3 separate regions of the Sus scrofa genome follow, and all the other regions are linked to region 1. The links are chromatin contacts, called in public HiChIP or PLAC-seq maps. All regions are on one chromosome and are shown on one strand. Each heading gives the region's core, a stretch centred on a gene start, on an enhancer-like site or on the middle of the called end of the contact. The rest is flanking DNA. Distances are from core to core; before and after follow the strand shown. Region 1 overlaps ELL (RNA polymerase II elongation factor ELL). Region 2 holds the start of ELL (RNA polymerase II elongation factor ELL). Region 3 overlaps ELL (RNA polymerase II elongation factor ELL).

The links. HiChIP or PLAC-seq counts read pairs in DNA pulled down with a chosen protein or histone mark.
Region 2: a contact with region 1 is called in an H3K27ac HiChIP or PLAC-seq map of skeletal muscle. The contact joins the promoter of ELL here to the enhancer-like site in region 1. A contact is called at or near these places in 1 of 5 promoter capture datasets (liver), 17 of 47 Hi-C or Micro-C datasets (alveolar macrophages, blood, brain and 9 more) and 2 of 2 datasets of contacts at active chromatin or transcription factors (alveolar macrophages and skeletal muscle).
Region 3: a contact with region 1 is called in an H3K27ac HiChIP or PLAC-seq map of skeletal muscle. The contact joins two enhancer-like sites. A contact is called at or near these places in 15 of 47 Hi-C or Micro-C datasets (alveolar macrophages, blood, brain and 9 more) and 2 of 2 datasets of contacts at active chromatin or transcription factors (alveolar macrophages and skeletal muscle).

Annotation. Positions count from the first base shown.
Region 1 is chr2:59,333,358-59,336,739 of Sscrofa11.1, forward strand. It overlaps ELL (RNA polymerase II elongation factor ELL), which reads left to right. Exons shown (of 13, transcript XM_021083507.1): 4 at 3,163-3,284. Among named protein-coding and RNA genes, the nearest start is that of ISYNA1, 29 kb to the right of the region's middle. Within about 2 kb of position 1,789, at least 13 of the 83 cell types and tissues checked have an H3K27ac peak or open chromatin away from gene starts, as enhancers often do. A contact at or near this core is called in fetal liver, omental adipose tissue and skeletal muscle, where this site is marked.
Region 2 is chr2:59,275,559-59,278,940 of Sscrofa11.1, forward strand. ELL (RNA polymerase II elongation factor ELL) reads left to right here and starts at 1,606. Exons shown (of 13, transcript XM_021083507.1): 1 at 1,606-1,784. The coding sequence starts at 1,650.
Region 3 is chr2:59,293,041-59,296,422 of Sscrofa11.1, forward strand. All of the region lies in intron 1 of ELL (RNA polymerase II elongation factor ELL), which reads left to right. Among named protein-coding and RNA genes, the nearest start is that of ELL, 18 kb to the left of the region's middle. Within about 2 kb of position 1,736, at least 39 of the 83 cell types and tissues checked have an H3K27ac peak or open chromatin away from gene starts, as enhancers often do. A contact at or near this core is called in fetal liver, omental adipose tissue and skeletal muscle, where this site is marked.

The DNA of each region.
Region 1 (3,382 bases), core at 539-3,038:
TTTTGACCAGTGTCTGTGTGTGATCTAGGAGCTGGCTCTGCAGAAGTCATTAGAGATGGGCACAAGATTGAGCCCCAGGGGTGCTTGTTGCTGTGTTGTGGGGTCTGTTTGGAAAGCCTGGGAAGTGGTGGGTGGCCGGGCTTGTATACTCCTGCTGAGTGTCCCCAGTTCGCCAGAGTGGAGCGGCTCTTGGAGAGGAAGTAGATGCTCAGAAAGCACCCTGGGTTTGGGGTTGAGAAAGCGAGGGCCTCCCAGTGGGAGGAAGAGGCTGTTCTGCTCTTGGAAATCCTGTTCAGCCATGCGGTAGTAACTCTTTACCCAAAATATATTCTATTCTGAGGGTTCCCTGGGAAGTAAAAATAATGAAGAAAACAAATGTTCCCTGAAAACCCCTCAGGCCAGAGAGAGTCTGGCTAGTCGTTGTTTGGCTCCTGTGTGTTCCTGTTCTGTCTTGTTTTTACCTGAATGGAATACCAAGTGCTGCCTCCACCTTTTAGCCCCTGCCCCACCCCCACTCGGGCCTGGATTTGTCTCATCTAAGCTCCCACCTGCACTGTGGACAAAAGCCCCACAGATCAGGACTGCGGGCCTGACTTGTGTCAGATTTCACAGAGGGTTGATGGAAGGGCTCTGGCAGGGACTTGACGCACCCACAGCGGAACCAACACCCTGTCTCAAGCCCCAGACCTCAGAAGCGGATGTCGGAGGCCCCTCAGGTGCCCAGGACCATCCAAGACAGGACAAGCCTGTTTGCTTGCATCTGTGCACATAGACACCCAAGTCAGTTTGTGGAAGCTCCCTCTGCCTCCTATAACCAGGAGTAGGGGCATGCGTGCTTGCATGTGTGTGTGTGTGTATACTTATATGTTTTCCTGTTGAAGGTGAGTCATAGCAGGCAGTTCAGGTTTGATTTTTTTGGGGGGGGAGGCTGTTCCCACGACATTGGGAAATTCCTGGGCCAGGAAATAAACCTATGCCACAGCATGACCCAAGCCACTGCAGTGACAACACTGAATCCTTAACATGCTGTGCTGCAAGAGAACTCCTGGGTTTGATTTTTAGACAATGTGAGCTTCTCCATCTCTCTCTCTTTTTTTTTTTTTTTTTTTTTTTTTGGTCCGTGCATCTGCGACATGCAGAAGCTCTCGGGCCTGGAATCGAACCCAAGCCACAGCTCTGACAATGCCAAATCCTTAACTGCCAGACCACCAGGGAATGCCCTTTTTTTGATCCTAATAAAGAAATGTGTTTATGTTGAGATTAGGGTCTGTGTGGCTGGCCAGGGCCCTGGCATTGCTGCTCTGTGGGTCTCCACCACAAGCTTTGGCCTTGCCTACCACTGGGTGTGTCCTGGGTGAGCCCCTCCTCCTGAAATATACCAGAGGGTCAGAGTGGGTGGGCCTGGGCCAATGGGGCAGCCTTTCATCTGGGCAGCACTCATCCTGCTTCAAGGAGGTGGGGACAGGGATGACCATCAGCCCAAAGTCATCTGCAGTCCCAGGATGGCTGGTACAGACTGTCCATCTCCCCTAAGCTGGGCTCTTTCTGCCCTGAGCCACTCTGTGCCTCCTTGGCTCTCCCTGTGAATGTTGGGGATCTCTCCTTGAAGCAGGGACTGGCTGAGCATTGAGGTGGTCACACAGCATTTTGAGCCAGCCGTGAGGGCTAGGGCGGGGGAGCTGGACCCCTCTTTGTGGCCTAAACTGCTGCATCCTTGGTCTGACAGACAAGGCTCAGACAGGCTGAGCTGCCTGCATTCACATGTGACAGTTGGGCTCAGGGCAGGGGGGATTCGGCCCTGAGCCACATTCTGTCCAGTGCTGATGGAGTTCTCATGCTTTAGTGTTCCTCACGTTACCAAAGAGATGTGCTTGGTGGGCTGAGGTAATGCAACAGCGTGGGCGCAAGGCCTGGATGAGGCCTGCATGAGACCTGCTGCCCCCTGACCTTCAGTACTGCCCCTCCTGGTTGACCACTTGTGGCTCTGCCTTTTGTGTCTATTTAGCTGTGACAAGCTCCTGTGCTCACGCCCAGGGATTACTTTATGGCACGCCCGTCACCTCTGGTGACAAGGTTCTGGATGCAGGGGCTGGCAGCTGGAATGTGAGGTTTTCCTGTCTGTGTTTTTCAGCTGCCACTGGCCTTCACCCAGTGTTGGCAGAGGGCCAGAGGGTCAGCCTGGAATAAAACAGCCTGAGTGTCCTCCCTGTGCTGATCCCTGTACCTTGGCCAGGACTAGTGCTGTCTGTCTGCAGGCCAGGCCATCTGTTCTCCCTGGGTCCTGTGGCTTTGCCTAGCTAGGCTCCAGCGGTTATATAAACCATGGCACATGCATCCCATGTCACAGTTTACTGGGGGCAAGTGCTGCCCATCTCTGAGCTCCTCAGGGCCCAATGCCTGCCTAATTCACAGACACCCAAGACACTGGCCTGCAGGAGTTGGAGAGAGTGTGGCCAAGCGGGAGTGCCAGAGCAGCTGGACCTCTCAGCATGCCCTGCCCACGATTGATGCCTACTCATCTCATCTTCACCATTGTCCTGGGCCAGATATGCTTTATTTGGTGGGGAAACTGAGTCACAGCCCAGATCGAGGTGGGGTCCCTGCCTCTGGGTATGTCCTGAGTGCTTTGTGTTCCTTAGACTGTGATGCTATTGCTGCTTAGAAACCAGACATACAGAGTTCCCTTCGTGGCTTAGTGGAAACAAATCTGACTAGTATCCATGAGGACGTAGGTTTGATCCCTGGCCTCATTCAGTGGGTTAAGGATCCGGCGTTGCTGTGAGCTGTGGTGTAGGTCGCAGATGCGGCTCGGATTTGGTTGCTGTGGCTGTGGTGTAGGCTGGCAGTAGCAGCTCTGATTCCACCCCTAGCCTGGGAACCTCTATATGCCACAGGTGTGGCCCTGAAAAGACAAAAAAAAAAAAGCTAGACACAGGCCCACCACTCCCTTCCCCCAGCCACTGCATGGGAACCCAGGACCTGTCCTGTGGTGTGAACAGGTCCCAGGTCCCAGGAAAACAGAGGTGTGTTTCAAAGGAACACACCAGCACATCATCACTGTAAGGGGCATGCTGCAAGGATGAGCAGCTGGAGTCCTGTGCTGGCCCACAGGTCCCATCTGTGCTGTGGACCTATTGGTGATGTGTCCCCCTCTCCATGCAGCACATCTCCATCCCCCAGCCTGACTGCCCCACGGAGGCACGGACATTCTCCTTCTACCTCTCCAACATTGGCCGTGACAGCCCCCAGGGCAGCTTCGACTGTATCCAGCAGTACGTCTCCAGGTGAGCCTTGCCCAGGCCGTGCCAGGTCTTCCGATGGGCAGACCCCCCTCCTCCGACTTTGGGCACGGCATCTTCCAGCCCCAGTGTCCCTTCTCCCC
Region 2 (3,382 bases), core at 356-2,855, 58 kb before region 1:
AACTGAGGGCTTAGAGAAGTTAAGAGAATTAGGAACACTGCAATATAGAAAGGGACCCAGGTAGCAGAGGCAGGAAAAAATGTAGTCGGGAGGGCTCTGGGTCAGAAAGATCCAAGTTCAAAGTTTCAGGCAGGCCATTCACTGGCAGGGTGTATACCCCTGCTGTCTCATTCCTTTGATTCTGTTTCTCCATTTGTAAACGGAGATATTAATGACAGGCATGGGAAAAAGTTGCAAGGAATCTAGCATTGCCTTTAGGATCAGCCTTTAGGTTCATGGTCAAGGGGTAAATAGATGGCAGTGCCGGCCTGGTAGTGATAGGCAGAGCTAACAAGATCATCTGGGTAGAAACACATAGAAAGTCCCTGAATTCACCTTCCTCCCTTGCCTCACTTCATCCTATGACCACTGTCTGTAATTAGATTAAAATGAGAAGGAGTCCCTGCTATTGTGCAACAGGATCTGCGGTGTCTCTGCAGTGCCAGGATGCAGGTTTGAGCCCTGGCCTGGCACAGTAGGTAAAAGATCTGGAGTTGCTGCAGCTGAGGCTTAGGTCTGGATTGAGGCTTGGATCTGATCCCTGGCCCAGGGAACTCTATATGCCACGGGGCAGCCAAAAAAGGAAAAAAGAGAAATGTCCATAGATACAGAAAGTAGGTTAGTGGTTACTAGGGCCTGGGAAGGGGGAATGAGGAGTGACTACTTTGTGGGTGTGGGTTTTTCCTTTAGGGGTGATGAAAACGTTCTGGAACTAGATGGTGGTAGTGGCTGCACAGCATTGTGGATGTATTAAATGCCACAGAATTGTACACATTAACTAACTTCATGATAGGTGAAATTTTTTTTTTTAATGGGTGAGCAGGACAATCACCATCTCTCAGGGCTCTGGGGGGTGTAGGATTTTATTCTAAGTCTACCCTTAGCACAACACTGTAAATTAACTATATTTTAATTTAAAAAGAAATCTACTGTTACCATGAGCAAAGTTAATCTGACCCCCAATCATCCAACAGCCCCAGGCCCACCTTAGGGGAACCCTATTAGCCCAACCCAGCGTCCAACGCGCGCTCAGTTTACATAGCCACGCCCATCCAGCAGCGGATCCCTCCCCCCACGTGCTTTGCGCGGGCCCCGCCCCCTCCCACGCCCTCAATGCGGCTCCTCGCTGAAGCCAAAGACGGAAGACTTGGAGAGACCTCATAAATAATACATCACGTCATTGGCTGGTGGGGCGGTGCTTCGACTTGCCTGGCTGAGTCAAGATCATGAATAATACACACTGAGGCGGGGCTTGAAGGAGCGCGCGTGTCGAGGCGGAGTCCGGGCGCGGAAGTGGACACCTCTAGGGTCTTGAGAGGTTAGGGATGGGGGGAGTCCATCCACGCCTTACGAAAATGCAGGAAGTCGGGGCGGTAACTATGGGATTCCCTGGGCCCACATGATGCGTGGCCAGCCGCATCTCATGAATAGTGCAGCACGTCAGCGGGCGGTACCGCGGCGTCTGTGGTTCTAGGGGGGTTCCGGCGAGGGCGTGGCCAGCCGCGTCTTATGAATAATGCAGCACGTCAGCGGGCAGCAGGGTGGGGCGTGGCCGGCGCACCGCCCGCACTGGAGCCGGGAAGGGGGGGCGGGGGAGCGATGGTCGCAAGATGGCGGCGCTGAAGGAGGCTCGGAGCTACGGGCTGTCGTGCGGGCGAGTGAGCGACGGTAGCAAGGTGTCCGTGTTCCACGTGAAGCTCACCGACAGTGCTCTGAGGGCCTTCGAGAATTACCGCGTCTGCCAGGTGAGCGGTGCAGGCGGTGCGGCCGTCGGGGACATCGGGACGCAGGTCGGCCTCGCGCTCCTCTCGCCACGGCGTCCTAGCCTGGGGGCGCGGGGTCCGGCTTCTTAGGTGCTGCTTGTGAGTTCCTGGGCCAGCGGGGCGCGGGGTAGGCGCCTGTCCGGCTCGGAGCGCAGGGAACCTCGGCGCCGGGAGGAGAACCTGGCGGGTGGCCCGGGGCGGCCATGGGGCCCGAACTCTCGCTCCTGGTCTGGGGATAGGGGGTCTGTCCGGCGCCTTTCTCGGCCCATCCGGCACCTGAGCAGGAACTGGTCTTTTCACCTGTTCAGGGGAAGGGGTGGAGGCCCCGCTGTCCGAGCTCGGAGGTGGGGGTTTGGGGCTTCTTTGGCTCCTTTGCGGGATGGCCGGTAGGGATGACTGCCTGCACTCCCGAGGAGCAGCTTTTCCGTCTTGGTCACTGGTAGGGTGGGTCAGTGGGGCACCGCTGTCGGAGCACCTGTGGGGTTTTGTTCCGTTTGTATGGGGAGGTTGTGTCTGCACTTGGGGGCTGTCTTTGATGCTTTCCAATGAGGCCCCTGGAGTTGGGTTCACTTTTCGTTCCTGGGAAAGGAAATTTGGGCAAAACCTGTCAACTCGCCTCCAACTCCCCAGGTGACCAGGTCTCACTGGACACCTTTAGAGAGTAGGAGTGTTTTGAGAAGAAGAGGCTGTGATTGTGGAGGGGGGGATTGCTGGTATGGTGCCTTTAGAAGATTGGGAGCCTGTGGTGGGCACCTGGGAGGGAGCTCTGGCCACCGCACCTGGCTCCTGACTCACAAACTTCTCAGGGGCTGATTTGGGTCCATCTGGCTAAGTTCAAGGCGTTTCAGTTCTGCCACCTGGCGGGGGGTGGGGGGGGTTGGGGAGAGGCTTCTGTGTACCTTCTTTCAGGCCTGACTGTAGGGTACATCTGGGGCCCTGGTCAGAAACTGCTTCTTCCCATTTCTGTTTGTGTCATGGCGCCCTCCTCCTGTGTTGGGACAGAAGTTGCAGGTGCCCAGTGGTCAGGTCCTGAGGGGAAGTGGTTTGGGAGCCCTTTTACCTCCTCACTGGGAAAGTAGGGGCTTCATCGTGGCTAGGGGGAGCAAGGGGTCTGGTGTCAGGTTCAGGAAGGCCCCGCCCTCTGAGAGAAAGAGAAAGAAGAGAGAGAGAGAGAGAGTGAGAGGAGAGAGAGAGAGAGAGAGAGAGAGAGAGAGAGTGTGTGTGTGTGTGTGTGTGTGTGGTGTGTGTGTGTGTGTGTGTGTGTTGTGTGTACTGGGGCTGGGGGGGGGCTCAGGGCGGGTGAGGAGAGAGACTAACTAGGAAGGAATGTGGCTTTCTTCCTGCCCTGGACTTGTTCGGCACCATTAGCTAAGCCGGGAATTTTTTCCCCTGTCTTGTTACCCGTGCCCACCCTTCCCTGGCTTCTTTCCACTTTTGGGGGCAATTTCCTTCCTGTTCTTGCGTCTCAGTTTTCTCTTCATAGAACAGGGACTTCATCTTTGTTGGAAGAGCAAATTCTCACCTTGTCAAAAGTGATTCCCCAAGGTGAGCCTGGGGTGCCACTGCAGGTGAGGAGGAGG
Region 3 (3,382 bases), core at 486-2,985, 40 kb before region 1:
TGGGGGGCCTCCAGCAAGGGAAGTTATGCCTCCTTTCTCTCTTGCTTCTGCCTCCCTTCCTCCTGTATGGGTGTGTGTGTGTGTGTGTGTGTGTGTGTGTGCGCGCACTCTTGCATGCACGTGCATGTCTGCGTGCGTGTGCAAATGCCCTGGGCCCCACTTTGGTTCAGGGGAGGTTTCCTTGATTCAGGAGAGGCTGATCTAAGGGAAGCCCTGGTTGGGGTGGTCACCCTGTTATGCTGCCCTTCTTGGTGAGGGTGGTGTCTCTGGGACCCAGAGGGTTCAGGGTGACCTTGCCTTCTGCTAGTGCCCTGAGGAGGGTAAGTGGGTCAGGTGGTTCATTTATCCTTTTCCCCTTTTTTTTTTTAAGGGCCACACCTGAGGCATATGGAAGTTCCCAGGCCAGTGGTCTAATCGGAGCTACAGCTGCTGGCCTACGCCACAGCCACAGCAACACCAGATCCAAGCCATGTCTGCGACCTACACCACAGCTCACAGCAATGCCGGATCCTTAACCTACTGAGTGGGGCCAGGGATTGAACCCATATCCTCAAGGATACTAGTTGGATTCATTTCCGCTGTGCCATGACAGGAACACCCTCCCTTTTTAAAAACAGTGACTTTTTGGGGAAATTCAGATTCCTGCTGTGGATCACGTGGTTCTCCCCACATCTGGAGGGAGTGATTTAAGTGTCCCGGTACAACATTTCCCGCAAGGGAACACCCACTGAATCAAGTCAGTACAGCTGGGTTCACAGGGGCTAGAGCAGGGGCAAGCTCATCTTGGCCTTGCCCTTGATGATGGGTCCCTCCTTACCATGTTCTCAAGGTCCTGACAGTGAGCCTGTGCTGTGTCCCCCTTCCAGATGCTTCCTTTACTTGTGGGATTAGTGGTAGAGCTCATGAGCCCTCTTTCTGCCCCTGAAGAAGGTAACATCTCTTGTGCCCATTGTAGCTGCCAGCCCCCCAAACTAAGGCCTTGGCAGTTTGCCACCATGTTGAGTGAACAGAATGGATCGGATGAGGCTGCTGATGAAGTGCACTGTTAGGGCCTCTTCCCTTTTTCGGTGTCAACCTTGGAGTATAAAATGAGCCTGTAAACCATGGCCTACAGGCCAAATCTGGCCCCCACCTGTGTTTGTAAGTAGAGCTTTATTGGGACACAGTGGTGTTGTCTATGGCTCCTTTTGCACTCTGAAGGTGGCAGACTGTTTGCAACAGGGACTGGCCCTCAAAAGACTGAGACAGTGACTCTTGTCCTTTTCAGAGAAGCTTGTGGTTGAGTGTCGAGATGGGTGCGTTAGCAGGCTGTGCTCTCCTGGGGCAGAGCTTAGGCCTCGGACCTGTTTCCTGTGCTGTTGTGTGCAGCAGACCTCTTGCCATTATATCTCAGGGTTAGACCGAGACCTGGCAGGGTCTTTTGGGTCTGGCCCCTTCATGTCATAGTTGGGATGGTCCATAGTCAGGTCAGCACAGATTAAATCAAGCCTAAAACCTGAGGGTGTCCACTTTGGAGCTGCCTGCCCTCCCAATTTCATGCAGACTGAATGCTTCCCACCCCTCATGCATCCCTGGTTTTCCCAGGAGCAGCTTTTCTCAGGCAGTATCAAGCCTGGCACAGCTTCCAGTGGGCCTGGTCTTTTTATGTGTGACCTTCTGGTGAACTCTGGAAACAGAGTTGCACAGCCTGAGTGGGAAGGGCCGTGTGCATGTCCCTGTTGGAGCTGGGAGGGTGAGCTTCTGCCTGTGATTCCAGTCAGGCTCTGGCTGAAGTTCCCCTGGTCCCTTGGCCTCAGTCCCAGGGTGTAACAGCAGGGCCAGTTTCATCTTCTGAGGCAGGGCTGTGCCCCTTAAGGGTTCAGTTCATATAGTGTTTTTGAATGTATGTTTCATGGTCTGGTAGCAGTCAGATGACGGTGGTTTCAGATGGCTCCCTTGTTTGGAGACAGTGGGCAGCAAGAGTCTCCCGCTCCCCAGGAGTGAGCTCTCCACAGGCGGGGCTGGGGGCTGGTGCTTGGTGAACTCTTGGAGCTTTGCGTTCTCAGCTCTGGCCCAGTGCCACCTGTAGTTAGATTCTGACATGTGCCGTCTGTAGATGATTTGGAGTTACACACTGGAGAAGGGCTTCTTGGGCAGGCCTCTGCTAAGGGGCTATGGTTTTTGGGTTCTGTTAGCAGAAATGGCATGATTTTGCTGTTCTTATCATTTGGTGGTGTTTCTCCTTTTTTAGAATTGGGTGGGACTGTTGAGCTGTGGCAGGCTGGGCAGGGGGGACGGTGCAAGGGGAGGCCTAAGGGAAGGGTGAGGTCCAGAGCAGGGGATCGTACTGGGGACGTCCCAGGGCAGAGAGACTTCGGGGAGATGTCTGAGGCAGGGGCAGGCCACAGCTAGAAGAATGTGTTCCTTCCTCCCCTGGTTGTACTATTTTTGGTATTGGATGCTCACAGATGTCTGCTCGTTCCAGTGAAATACGCTAAGTTCACAGTGGATCTGGCAAGTGGGACGAGGACAGACAGCCCTGGTTTTCTGTGTCCAGCTTGTCTCCAGCCTGCTGTGGGGAGGGCACAGGCCCATGCCTGCTCCCTTACCCATGCACAGGGTCCTTTTAGTCGAGGGCCTTGTGTGTGGAGCCAACATGACCCGGTGAACTGTGCCAGCTCCTCCCCACTGGAAGTGGAACTTTGTTAAGAAGGATTCTGAAGTGGTGTCTGGCCTAGAGTGAAGGATTAATGGTACGTGGCCCCTGGCCCTCCCTGCTTTTAGCTCTGGCATCTTTGTGAGGAGGGTTATTGAGCAGATGAGGTTAATGATCTCCCAGGTGAGCCTGGGCTCTGAGATTGCAGCCAGTGAATGGAGTTTGCCGGTGGCTGGGTGTGTAGGGTGAGGCTAACCGTCTGTCTGTCAGTGGAGGTTGGACTGATGCCGTGCTGCAAAGACACAAGGTTTTGGATCCCTTTTTCCCCAGGGGTTGAAGGTGATTCACCAGGGTCTGTGCCCCAGAGCCATGGCTCTGATTGCACTTTGTCCTGAGATCTTCACATAGCTCCTGCCACCTGCCTCTCCTCTTCCTGCTTTTGTCTCTCATGTGTGAATTCACCAAGGCTTGGAGGCTTTCGTGTGACAGGAATTGCCAAGTGTGTGATCTACTCAGCACGGATCAGCCTCAGTGAGTGGTTGGTCTGAGTGGAAGTGGCACCTGCTTGCATGCCCTCTTCTTGGGGCTCCTGGTGCTCAGCCATTCAAGAGAGAGCACACAGTGGGTGTCCCTCTGCTGCTGCTAAGCTCAGGGTGGGCAAACTTGGAGGTGGTTGAAGCAGGTCATTGGAGGACGCAGGGCCCAGGCTTGGGGCAGGGCAGCAGGATGCCTCACAATGGCTGAACC